Linked DNA regions of Mus musculus: all the other regions are linked to region 1. The links are chromatin contacts, called in public HiChIP or PLAC-seq maps. All regions are on one chromosome and are shown on one strand. The core of a region is the stretch at or near the end of the contact, and the rest is flanking DNA. Distances in the headings are between cores, read along the strand shown. Region 1 has its middle 20 kb from the start of Akr7a5. Region 2 has its middle 35 kb from the start of Tas1r2. Region 3 has its middle 6.3 kb from the start of Gm32930. Region 4 overlaps Iffo2 (intermediate filament family orphan 2).

Region 1 (3,051 bases), core at 540-3,039:
ATAATAATAGTGATAAGATACAGACAACCAGGATGATTAAGCCAATTTAAAGTATATGAGTCCTTTACTGGCCAGTGACCAAAAAGGGGTTTATGTCTCAGAGTCTCTTGTGCAAAAGTTTGGAGGCACAATGATGTTTTTAAAGGCAAACCCCACAAAGACTATAATTTACTTAGGAGTTCAATAAGGGTCAGAGTAACCTTGAAACACTCATTTCAGGAAGACCATAGTAACTTTTTTTCATATTATTTCAGACATTAAGTGACTGTTGTTGTTGTTGTTGTTGTTGTTGCTGTGGTTGTTGTTATTGTTTTACTTATAACTTCCTGAGTTAATGTTAAGTTTCAGAAAATAATTATTTTGATCAATACATCTGGACTATGGTCAATGTCATAGAAAGTCCAAATGTGTTGCTAGGCAACATCACTATTAAGCAGGTAGAGGGTGAGAACCTTCTAAACCTTAGGTTCTCGTGGATCACCACCCCTTTGGGGATGTTAAAGGACCTTTCACAGAGGTCACATATAGATATCCTGCATATCAGATATTTGCATTATATTCAGTAGCAAAATTACAGTTATGGAGTAGCAACAAAAATAAATTGAGGGTTGGGGTCACCACAACATTAGGAAGGGTGAGGACCACTGGTCTAAGCAAACACAAAATGGAATCAGGAAAAGAGGGTGTTACCTTACTCACTGGGTCCTTAACCCAGGACTAGGCAAGCATCCAATCAGCTAAGCTATAATCCAAACCCTATTTTGACATTTGAAACAGTCTTGTTCTATGGGCTTGGCAGACCTGTTGTTCCTATGTTGTCCAGGACAGCCTTGAACTTGCGTTGATTCTCCTGCCCCTGTTTCTGGAGTGCCGGAATCACAGGGGTAGACCACCACACCATGTGCTATTTGGTCGGTGCTGGTCTACTGCTTGCTATATAATCCCGCTGACTTTTGACTGCTGGCAAACTTCCTGCCTCAGCCTCCAGAGTGCAGGGATTACAAGCAAGAACGGCCGCCCTGACTTCAACTGTCTTTTTAAAGGGTTATGGTGAGAAAATCTTGTCCATTTATCCCCACGTCCCAATTTGTTACAGTCTTCATTTGGTGTAAATTCTAAGTCCCTACTGCATAAATGTTCTCAAAGATGCCTGGAGTGAACATTTGCTACTTGAGATTCGCTCCACCCTCGATTCTCTGAACAGTCTAAACTGCCTGAGAGTTTGAGGGAAACTTCTCCTGGATTAGTAAATCAGGGCTGACAGACCTTCTTTGCTGTCCTTCCACAGGGACCCTTACTAGAGCTCCCAGCAAACCTCAATTCATTGACAGCTCCCCCGCCAAAAAAACAAAAACAAAAACAAAACAAAAAACAAGCTGGGCATGGTGGCGCATGCCTTTAATCCCAGCACTCGGGAGGCAGAGGCAGGCGGATTTCTGAGTTCGAGGCCAGCCTGGTCTACAGAGTGAGTTCCAGGACAGCCAGAGCTACACAGAGAAACCCTGTCTCAAAAAAAAAACAAAAAACAAAAAAACAAAACAAAAAAACAGAGACAGCTCTCCAGGATTCACCCACCTGCTAAACTCCTTCTAGGAGGGTACAGAGAGCCCAGGGCAGCTCATGAATGGGCCAGAGAGAGGCAGGAAGCTAGAGGTGTCTGCAACTTCCGACCTAGCTCATGAGACCTGCCACTGACCTCCAGGTGGCACTGTTGTAGAGTTCTCAGCTCTACAGAAGTTTTGTGCACAGGCCCACACTTTCCTGCCCTTTCTCCGCTAGCCCCGCCTCCTGTGGGAGTGGTCACGGAAGGCTATTTTATGCAGAGACGATCCAAGGTGTCCTGGGGTTTGAGCTGGGCTGCAGCAGCTCCAAAGGTAACGGTCTTGCCTATCACCCACCCGCAATGAGCAGAGTTGATTCTTCCCCGGTACAGCTTCTTCCGGCTCCTGGGGCTGTGATCGCACCTTGTCCTCCCAAGAGCTCCGAGAACCACAAGCTCCTCAGGCTGACTTTACACAACTCTGCGGTTTCCACCCTTCCAGAAAAGTGGCCCAGGACCCTCTCACAATAGACCAACCCTGGCTCCGCCAAATTCCATGTGGCCAGCCTATGTCTAGGGCATTGAGAACACTGGGAATCTCGAACTGTGTAGACTCTCCCGAACTAGTGCCTAGCAGGTGCGTGCCTCTGAACCCTCATCTGATGGGTTTCCTGTTTTGCAGTCAGCAGAACCCCAGAAAGACTTTGGACCAAGCAGTCGATCTGCCTTCTTATTGCAGCCGGGCTCAGGGTCTTGGATTTTTCTCCCAAGTTCTGGGTGCCTGTTGGTTTAGCAGTGGTTTCAGCTTCACCAAGGAGTATCCCCACAACTGGCATTGGAAGTGGGATGATGTAGCCTATGGGAGTCTCTTCATCTGCCACGACTGGCCTAGTAACGGTGCTTGAGAGACAAGAAGGGAATTTGGTTCAACACAGCAGTAACAGACATTGTTGCTTTAAATGTTGCCAGTCATACTTGGAGTTGTTTGTTTTAGGCATATTTAAGCACCGTTTGGTTAAAACTTTCCTACTGACCTCTCAAACTCCACCTTAGGGAGAGGCAGCCTTGTACAGGAATAAAAAGCTTGCTTTACTAATTAGTTGCTTTAATACACTTGGCCCTGATGACTTTGGTCCTTCTCTTCCATCTTTGGGATTAATAAAACAACTTGCAGGAACCAGGTGAGTCCTTTCACCTTGTGGGCTCTGACCTAGTGAGTGGGTCATGTTTGGCAGCAAGCATGCCCGGTACCTGAGGAACCCAGAAAAGGGTGTCAGATCCTCTTAAGTCTGGAGTGCCAGATGGCTGGGAGCTACCATGTGGGTACTGGGATCGAACCCAGGTCCTCTAGAAGAGCAGCTAGTGCTTGTAACCACTAAACCATACCTCCAGCTCCATAATGTAATGTTCTTAAAGAAGGAAAACGTCCACATTAATAGTTCTTTAAACCTACTCCCTTCTAGGTTCCTAGTGATCCCCTGACAGCCTTTGGACTGCTAGCAAGACTTTCT
Region 2 (3,214 bases), core at 374-2,873, 360 kb after region 1:
GTGTATGTGTGTATATTGTATGTATGTGTGTTGTGTTGAGTGGTGTGTGTGTGTGAGTATGAGTGTGTGTGCTGCCTGGGGTGAGAAACATCAGCAGAAATGGTCCATATCTGATTTGAGCCTGAACGATCCTAAGATGCAAGCCCAGCTTGGTGGCACATGCCTCTCAGCCTGCCAGTCAGGAGGCTAAGGCGGGAGGGTCCTGAGTTCAAGCTCAGCACCCGCACAGAGGGAGATGCTATCTCAGAAAAGGAAGCAAACAAACAAAGGGCCTGGATGTAGTTACGAGAATATTCGGGGGTGGGGAGAGGGTCTGGTGGTTCTGCGGATGATGTCCAGCGTGTAGCAGGCATTATGAAAAGCAGCATAGTTTTTAGCCTAGACAGCTTGGCCACGTAGAGAAGAGAGTTTGTACTGAGTCCCTGTACAAGGCCCCTCGGGCCTGTCCCTTCTGTGTATTCCTGCCCCCAGTCTCCTTTGCCACTGCAGTGCTTGGCAGGGCTTGTCTCAAGTATAGAACCTCTGTCCAGGCTAAAGGCTGAAAGCCCAGGTCTCCTCTTATAAACTAGATGACATCAATCAAAATGTGTTTCTGAACACCTTCATTTCCCTCTCTGTGACACAGGAGAAGGCTGCTTCTCAGAGCCTGACAGGCGATGGGGCGGTAGTGGGGACTCGTGGGATGTGCACAGCCCAGGACAGGCCATCAGGGCTGTGTGCACTGACCATTGGGCTGCACTGACCCTGCGCAGACCCTTGCCTTTCTGAACTGTGGTGTCTCCTGGCCTAGAGTCCCCAGGGTGGTGCGAGCTCATGGGATATGAGAAGTGCCTGAAGAGGGCGGGTAGAATGTCTTCCCACCTGCTCCACAGAGAAGTGGCTTCAGTGGACAGCGACAAGGCAGGGAGGGTGCCAGGGTTAGCACAAGGCTACCTACTCCAACACCACATCTTTTCTTCTCCAGCTCCCTCTTTCCAAGCTGCTTTAGAAACTTCCCAGCATTCCTTGTTGTCTCCTCTGCACATTAGAATGTGAATTGAAGCAACCTTGCATTTCTGGTGTATCTTCCCTGCCCTCCCCCACCCCACCTCCTATGCCCTCCTGTCCTCTGAGGGACACATGGACAAGACCAGGAACACCCAGGGCTGTTGCAATGTTGTGATGAAGGGGGCCTGTCACTTACAGTGTGTGGTGATAGCCTTGCGGCGGCAGTGGCCACTGCTGTGGGTAATATAGGTTCAGGAGACAGCAGGGCCTTTGGTGCTTTCTTTGCTGCAGGAAGAGTTGACTGTGACAAGGACCATTGATGACATGCGTTGACAGAGTTTAGGGATTCCATCTGTCAGGCCACGCCCAGCTGCCCGCCACTGTGGGCTTTTTTTCTTCTTCCATTTCTTCCCTCTCCCCAACCCTCTGTCTTTCTTCCTTCCTTCCTTGGGGGGGGGGGTCTCATGCATCCCAGGCTAGCCCCAAACTTACCATGACCTTGAACTTGTGATCTCCTTGCCTCTGCCTCCCTCTGGAGTGTTGTGAGTATGCACGTCAGCCACCCCATGCAGTGCTGGGGGCAGGACCCAGGGCCCCGTGAATGCATGCCGGACAAGCGCTCTACCAACCACACTAGGGAAATAGATGCCCAACTCTCAGCCTCTGCTTTGAGTCACCAAATATTTGAGCAAATACGGGTCTAAAAGGAACTGTGAATAAAGAATTCACACACAGAGAGTTAAACAAAGAGGCCTGTGGTCAGGCGTGGTCTGTATTTAACCAAGAACAATGTCATGAGCCTGTGGAGGGAGGCACGAAGGGCCGAGTACTCAGAAAGGTGCCAAGGGTGGGTGGGGGCCTCTGGGTGATTCTGTTCCCAATCAGGATCAGTGGGCTCAGCGTGGACGTCCTAAGATATGACCTGGCTTCACAAGATAAATCTGTCTTAGGTCTCAGTTCCTGGTCTAACCTCAGCTCACCGGACTTTCTGTATGTCCCTGGACTGGCTCCACCCCAAGAAACACCCAAGGCCTCCCCCCCCCCGCCCCTCCCGGCCTCTAAGCCTTTTGATTCCTTCCTGCTGTTTAGGTGAGTCCAGAGAGTAATTCTGGACAGTCCATAGCAAGTAGGTGGAAGCCTCTCAGAGGGCACCTGGGAGGTAGGAGGCTGGCATGTGTCACCGAGGGATGAGGTATATTTCAGGACATTTCCTGATTACCTGCTCTCCTTTCCACCTTCCTGTTTGCACCTGCCTCCCACCTGGGCCTGTTACAGTGCACCTGCCTCCCACCTGGGCCTGTTACAGTGCACCTGCTTCCCACCTGGGCCTGTTACAGTACACCTGCCTCCCACCTGGGCCTGTTACAGTGCACCTGCCTCCCACCTGAGCCTTTTACACTGCACCTGCCTGCCACCTGGGCCTTTTACACTGCACCTGCCTCCCACCTGGGCCTGTTACACTGCACCTGCCTCCCATCTGGGCCTGTTACAGTGCACCTGCCTCCCACCTGAGCCTTTTACACTGCACCTGCCTGCCACCTGGGCCTGTTACAGTGCACCTGCCTCCCACCTGGGCCTGTTACACTGCACCTGCCTGCCACCTGGGCCTGTTACAGTGCACCTGCCTCCCACCTGGGCCTGTTACAGTGCTCCTGCCTCACACCTGGGCCCACATCATGGCTGGCTGAGGGCATGGAGCTCCAACAAGACATATCCACTTTGCAGCCTCTGCACCAGTGCTTCCCATTCTGATATCCATGTGCAGAAAGTGGGTGGCGAACAGAGAGGGAACTGCCTTCTCCAAAGTCACACAGCTACCGGAGGCAGAGAGACAGTTCTGGAAAGACAAGGAAGGAAGTTTGCTATGTGACCCCAACCATAACTGGGGTTGACCTTAATGGAGTAGCCACAAACTGAGCAGCTGGGGGCAGGGAAATGGGGAGAAAATGAGCCATTGTAAGCAGACACACCAGTGACTTTAAGCCTGTTCACTTCGCAGCCAGAAGTCCTGGGTTTGAATCCCAGCCATGCCGCATGGTAGTTGTGTGACCTTGGGCTACCTGTTCACCCTCACTGAGCCTCAGCTTCCTGTCTGCAGAATGGAGTTGATGACGGAGGATTTAGAGAGTGAGAGCGTGTGTAAGGGTGGCTCCTGTGAGGTGCCCTCTGTCCCTTGTATCAGACTGTTGTAGTGGGTGTGACCTTGCTTTGCAGGCAAAGGAAGGAA
Region 3 (2,953 bases), core at 234-2,733, 470 kb before region 1:
AGCTACGTAGGTAGAGGCTCACCCTAATGGCCTCATTTTAACTCATCACTATTTAAATCCCTGACCTCCAAACATAGTCATGTGGTTTTTGAGACAAGATCTCAAGGAACTCAGGCTGCCCTCAAAGTTGCTATATAGGCAAGGTCAGCCTTGAACCTTGAACCCTGATCCTCCTGCCTCCACCTCCCAGTTTCTGGGATCTCGTGGGCATAGTCACATTCTGAAACAGTAGAGGTGAGGACTTGAACATATAAATTGGAAGGTGTGTACAATTAAACCCTTAACACAGAGAAAGGCTCTATGTCGAGAATATTCATCTTGTGTTAGTTTGCCTGCTTAGGAATTGCCTGTACAAAATAACACACCAGGAGGAGGCTTCTCACACCTGCATTCTTCCATTTGGTGTAAAGAAATCAATTCATGTTCTATACAGATCAGGAATGTGTTCTTTATGTTGGTTTTAAAATGTATTTATTTCATGTGCATGGTGCCTTGCTTGCACGTTATGTATGTGCACCACATGCATACCTGGTGGCCAAGGAATCCAGAAGAGGGTGTCAGGCCCCCTGCAGGGAGCTGTGAGCCACCGTGTGGCCTGGAAATTGAACCCTGGTTCTCTAGAAGAACAGCCAGTTCTTAACCACTGAGCTATCCGTCTCTCCAGCTGTCTATATGTTTTTAATTCTATAAATTATGAAAATAATAATTAGTTAAGTTAATACTTGGTTATGGTACTAATACTGTAATAGTATATCAGTTACTTTGTTATTACTGCGATAAAACATCACGGCTGATAGTAATTTAAGAATGAAAGACTTTACTTGGATTTACAGTTCCAGAGGGAAAAAGTCCATTGTGGCAGGAAAGACGCACAGGAAGGAGGGAGGGAGGGAGGGAGAGAAAGAGAGGAAGAACAGGAAGAGGGGTGAGGCTCTCAGCCTCCAACGCCTGTCGTCAGTGACACACTGCTTCCAGCTAGGCTGCAGCTCCCAAACACCACCAACAGGGGGACCAAGTGTTCACAGCACAAGCCTATCGAAGCCTATTACTCATTCCAGCCACCAGAGGGAGTATGGCGTGTACTTAGTGAGCGTGTGAGTGTATTTTATGGAAGTGAAAAGGTCCCTTGGTACTGGGGAACGAGCTTTTTGCCCAGGAGTTGGGGTGGCTGTACAATGTCTTTGTGTTGTTTCCATGTCTCTGAGACAGACTGCCTGACATGCACATCTTAAAGCAGGAAAGATTTCCATGGGCTCGCAGTTTTGGAGGGTTTGAGTCCCTCTCGGATGGAAATCTCAGATCACAAGGGCAGGAGTGTAAGGTGAATGAAGGCTGCTCATACCACAGCAGACCAGGAAGCAAAGAGAGAAGCGGGAGCTCGGGATGGGAGTGGGTGGGCTCCACCTTCAAAGCCCTGCCCCTCGTGGCTTCTTTCAGCCAACTAGCTCTTACCTCCTAAAAAGATCCCAAGCCAAACCGCAGCACCAACTGAAGAAAACATTCAAAACAGGAGCCCATGGGTGGCCCACAGTCAAACAGTCCTAGTATAGGTGTTGGTGTTGTCATGGAAACAGCAAGGCACCATCCCTGTCAGGATCTGAGGCTGCCTCCTAGCAGAAGTCATCATTTATGGGGCTGGTGAGATGGCTTAGTGGTTTAAGAGCACTGACTGCTCTTCCAAAGGTCCTGAGTTCAAATCCCAGCAACCACATGGTGGCTCACAACCAACCGTAATGAGATCTAACGCCCTCTTCTGGAGTGTCTGAAGACAGTGTACTTACATATAAGTAAATCTTTAAAAAAAAAAAAAATCCGCCTGGTCAGTATCAATCCTGGATACATTGTGGATTTGTAAAAGAAACCAGAGCTTCTCCTCTGGTTGGATAAGACCCCAACATGGGGAGGACACCCTGCTTGAATCAGAGGAGCCCCAGTATGAGATAGAAAGACCCTTACATCCCAACTATGAGTTCTATCATCGGGCACCCTAATTATTTGTCTCAGACTAAAAGTCTCCCTCACCCCCACTCACAACAGAACTTCCTCAAAAATAAGTATCTTCCTTCACCACCAGGCCTCCCCCGTCTCCTCCCAAGCTCAGCATCCTGACACCATCACACCCAACCGCAAACCCACAAACCCCAAGGCTTCCGTGGACTCAGACCTAGGAGCCAGGTCCCCGTATGATCCCGCCGGAGCCCGCAGTAACTTCCCACAGTCTCTTGCCAAGTTAAATGGCGTGTCCCCAAGAGTCTGCAGCTGTACTGTGGGGGCTTGAAGTGTGTTTGATCCCTGCTCGTTGGTGCTCTGTGGCTCTGGAGAGATCCAGAAACAAAGTCCTCTTAGGTTATACGGGGGAGGGGAGATGGCTCACTCAGTAAAAAGGAAAAAAAAAAAACCTTGCTGAACAAGCTGGAGGACAGACCCTAAGGCAAAAGATAGAGGCTGAGCTGTGGCAGCTACCTTCTCAAGCGTTGATCTGGTGCTCAAAGATGACCGTCTGTTTGCCCGTGAGCGTCTGCCTATGCAGTACTTGATCATCTGGGCTAAGTGTGTTTTGGTATTAGTTTCCCATGTAACTAAATTAACTATTAAAAAAAGGGCATAGCTGATGGGGGGGGGGGGCGGGGATCCAATGTGGTGACACCTGCCTGTAATTCCAGTCCAGGTCAGTGAAAGAGTCTGTCTCACAAGGAAGGTGGAGAGGGGGCCGAGGTGTGACCCTGACATCTCTGACCTCTACATGCATTCACACACATGTGTACTGACATCCACATGCAGACTGGGCTACATGTAAACTTGTACACGCGCGGGCACACACACACATCACTGGATACAATTTGTAGAATGTACACCAAGCTTGGTGCATCTCTCCTAGCTCGTAGCAAACGTCAGACTAAGGTGATAACATGAGAGTCCTGGCAGAGATGTTCTTGCCTCATGGAAGACAGTG
Region 4 (3,233 bases), core at 385-2,884, 260 kb after region 1:
TGCTGGCTGCCAGATCTTAGAGGCCGCTGCTGGCCTATGGGGGCCTAAGCTTATATGCAGTGGGAGTGGGAGGGACCTCTAGCTTTACCTCTCATGATGTCTGCGTCTATTCCCACAGTCCACGCTGCTCCAGGCGCTCTTCGGGGTCTTGTCATTCACCTCCTCCCTCTCTTGCCATCCCCAGAGCAGAGGGGTGGTGCCTGCTGTCTTTTAAGTTAGGGTCTTACATAGCCGTGGTGGCAATGAACTCTGACAATAACCAATGACCTTGAACTATTGATCTGCTCTGGGGCTGAGATTGCAGGTATGTACCACCATATCTGGTCTATGCGTTGCTGGGGATCGAACCCAGGTCCTCATGCATGTTGGGCAGATACTCTACCAACTGAGTCACATCCCTAGTGGGCCTTGGTGCCTGCTATCTTTTGAGAAAGACCAGAGAGTTGGTTTTCAGAGTTTCCTCTTTGCCCCACTTGTGTCCCTATGGAAACACAGCTACCTCGAGGTCACACAGGGAGGGGCTGGACCCAGAGCTCCCTCGAAGGCCATGAGATAAGGCTCGGGGAAGCTAATGTAAGCTTGAAGGTGGAGGTTCAAAACCACTGGGCAGATGGAGGCATTGATGGGATATGTGTGGATGAGGGGATCAAGGCTGGGAGGAAGAGGGGTATCATGGCCTCCCTGGGCCTTTGGGCAGATGAATGTCCAGGTTGATGGCTCTGCTGGTGGGACTCTCACTCCATCCACAGAAGAGACATGGAAGGTCACCCACATGGCTCATCGGCACTGAATCAGACTTGGCCTCACTTTGGGGTCTTAGGCTATTGACACTGTCCTGATCGTCCAATCACACGCATAGTGACATTGCTTTTCTGTGCCTTGGTTTCCTTTAGAATGAAGTCAGGTGGAGAGACCAACAGGACCCCTAGGCCAGGGTAGGCACCAGAGTTGTGGCTTGGGATGCTGGTTGAACTTTCTGACCCTACAAAGTCATTTTCCCGGAGCCCCCTCTTTCTGCCTGGGGTGTGCCCAGTGGGGGTGCTTTTGCGTTTGTACCCACCTCCCTCTGAATATCTTACTTTTCTTGGCAGTTGGGATACAAGTGTCTTTAAAGACAACATACTGAAAGTGTCAGGACTTACTTGGTCGGGGCAGCGGAGGTCTGAGCTCTGCAGACCGTGACCCAAGTTCACCTGGTGCCAAGTTCAAGGCCCTCCAACTTGCCGGCGGTCCTTCCCCAGCCTTAGGGCACAGTTAAACTGTGGGGACTTAGAGACACTGCTCTCACATGTCTTCTTTGGGGTCCCATGAGTTGGTCTTTCACGCAGAGTGGGAGCCCCGACTTAGACTCGAACCACTGGGGTTCACCTCATGCCCCTTCACCCTGGCAGCCTCTGTCTTTCTGTCTGAGAAGTGGGGATGTCACCTTGGACATAGGTTGTCACAGGGTTCTGTGACAGAATGTGTGACAGATGCCAAGCGGTGCTGGCCCTTAGCAATACTCTGTCCTTGGCCCTCCCCAGCCCCCACATGGTGGGAACTGGCCTACTTCCTCCCATTCCCAAGGCAGAGCAGCCTTTTGTGTTCTGACATTTCCTCTCCTTAGTGTGGCCGGTGACGAAGAGGTCATGGCCTTCCTACTCTCCAGGACTCTGTCTACAGGGTGACCAGGCAAGAGGGCATGGCTTGGCATTCAGGGCACAGGCTGTGGCTGCCAGGTGGCAGAAATGGGGGAGTGTCTCTGTCCCTGCCTCCCCTTGGATCTTGGAATGTCTCAGGCCCTTCTCTGTGAGTTGTGGAAGCCGCCCTGTTGGCCCCAGGGCTGGCTCTGAGGGGAGGTGAGCTCCCTGGAGGACTCAGCTCATTTTACCAGGCTGAGAAATGGGCTCATGTTCTTTGCCCTCTCCTTGGGATTGAGAGTCAGGAGTCCAATTACAGGGTTCCATCTGGGCCCCAGGGGACAGGCAGGTGGCCTCCTGGGACCTCATGGAAGGCTTGTCCTGGGCCTTGGCAGAGGGGTGACATTGAACATTGGCTCGGTGTTGTTTTCCAGCGCTGACGTCAGGGCTGCGGTTTAGAGTTTCTTCCCAGACAAAGGCTGCTTTGTAGCTTTGGGTGAGCTGAGCCCAGGACTCTACTCCAGGTGGGAGGCTGGGTGGAAGAGAAGCAGGGCTGGGCACAGGAGCCCTCAGAGGCCTGGCTCCCCTCAGACCCAACACCACTTGGCTTCCCAGGAGCCACCATGTGTCCCTTCGGACAAAGTCTCTTCACCACCATCATGCTACTAGTGTGGGGGAAGCTGGTCTCAACCCATTGCACAGATGGAAAAACTGAGTCTTGGAAATGTAACAAAAATGTAAAAAGAATCCTTTTCTTAGCCAGAGAATAGTAGAGCTGGCAGTGGGCTCGTGGGCTTGAGTGTCCTTAGCTTCAAGGATTCATCTCCCATCAAGCCGAATCTCACCTCCAGCCTTGGCAGTGTGTTTAAAAAAGTTAGGGACCCCAGGAGAAGAACAGTGCAGGCAGAACTTAGCTTTCAGCAGGGACAGGTCTGACTTCCCTTTCTGAGATTCTGGATTTGAGCGTGTGTGACATTGTGTAGGTTTACCCACACGTGTGTACATGTTAGAGAGGGTGGCTGTGGGGGTCTGTAGTCACGGGAAATGATTCCAGGTAAGTAGCCATCCCAGGGCACACTGTCTTAGTCAGGGCTTCTATTCCTGCACAAGCATCATGACCAAGAAGCAAGTTGGGGCGGAAAGGGTTTATTCATCTTACACTTCCACACTGCTGTTCATCACCAAAGGAAGTCAGGACTGGAACTCAAGCAGGTCAGGAAGCAGGAGCTGATGCAGAGGCCATGGAGGGATGTTCTTTACTGGCTTGCCTCCCCTGGCTTGCTCAGCCTGCTTTCTTATAGAACCCAAGACTACCAGCCCAGAGATGGTCCCACCCACAAGGGGCCTTTCCCCCTTGATCACTAATTGAGAAAATGCCTTACAGTTGGATCTCATGGAGGCATTTCTTCAACTGAAGGTCCTTTCTCTGTGATAACTCCAGCCTGTGTCAAGTTGACACACAAAACCATCCAGTACAGACACCTAGGACATTTTTCTCCTCCTTTTCAGGATCCATGTTTTCCATCTTTCTGTCTATTCATCCATTTAACCATCCACTTTTCCACTCACCTATCCATCCATCCACCCATCCATCCACCCATCCATCCATCCATC

Evidence for each region. HiChIP or PLAC-seq counts read pairs in DNA pulled down with a chosen protein or histone mark.
Region 2: an HNF4G HiChIP or PLAC-seq map of pancreatic cancer cells shows a contact between it and region 1. The contact joins two enhancer-like sites. A contact is called at or near these places in 1 of 39 promoter capture datasets (pre-B cells), 1 of 15 datasets of contacts at CTCF or cohesin (embryonic stem cells) and 1 of 115 datasets of contacts at active chromatin or transcription factors (pancreatic cancer cells).
Region 3: an H3K4me3 HiChIP or PLAC-seq map of bone marrow-derived macrophages shows a contact between it and region 1, with 3 times the contacts expected there. The contact joins two enhancer-like sites. A contact is called at or near these places in 6 of 39 promoter capture datasets (cranial neural crest, frontonasal cranial neural crest, hippocampal neurons and 3 more) and 1 of 115 datasets of contacts at active chromatin or transcription factors (bone marrow-derived macrophages).
Region 4: an HNF4G HiChIP or PLAC-seq map of pancreatic cancer cells shows a contact between it and region 1. The contact joins two enhancer-like sites. A contact is called at or near these places in 1 of 39 promoter capture datasets (liver), 3 of 115 datasets of contacts at active chromatin or transcription factors (CD8 T cells, embryonic stem cells and pancreatic cancer cells) and 2 of 9 other capture datasets (adipose tissue and liver).

The regions. Positions count from the first base shown.
Region 1 is chr4:139,329,037-139,332,087 of GRCm38.p6, forward strand. No RefSeq gene overlaps it. Among named protein-coding and RNA genes, the nearest start is that of Akr7a5, 20 kb to the left of the region's middle. Within about 2 kb of position 1,790, at least 63 of the 459 cell types and tissues checked have an H3K27ac peak or open chromatin away from gene starts, as enhancers often do. A contact at or near this core is called in adipose tissue, bone marrow-derived macrophages, liver and 1 more, where this site is marked.
Region 2 is chr4:139,686,513-139,689,726 of GRCm38.p6, forward strand. No RefSeq gene overlaps it. Among named protein-coding and RNA genes, the nearest start is that of Tas1r2, 35 kb to the left of the region's middle. Within about 2 kb of position 1,624, at least 14 of the 459 cell types and tissues checked have an H3K27ac peak or open chromatin away from gene starts, as enhancers often do. A contact at or near this core is called in pancreatic cancer cells, where this site is marked.
Region 3 is chr4:138,855,663-138,858,615 of GRCm38.p6, forward strand. It overlaps a transcript of Pla2g5 not described here. Among named protein-coding and RNA genes, the nearest start is that of Gm32930, 6.3 kb to the right of the region's middle. Within about 2 kb of position 1,484, at least 21 of the 459 cell types and tissues checked have an H3K27ac peak or open chromatin away from gene starts, as enhancers often do. A contact at or near this core is called in bone marrow-derived macrophages, where this site is marked.
Region 4 is chr4:139,585,952-139,589,184 of GRCm38.p6, forward strand. The region is part of intron 1 of Iffo2 (intermediate filament family orphan 2); the gene reads left to right. Among named protein-coding and RNA genes, the nearest start is that of Iffo2, 13 kb to the left of the region's middle. Within about 2 kb of position 1,635, at least 65 of the 459 cell types and tissues checked have an H3K27ac peak or open chromatin away from gene starts, as enhancers often do. A contact at or near this core is called in adipose tissue, liver and pancreatic cancer cells, where this site is marked.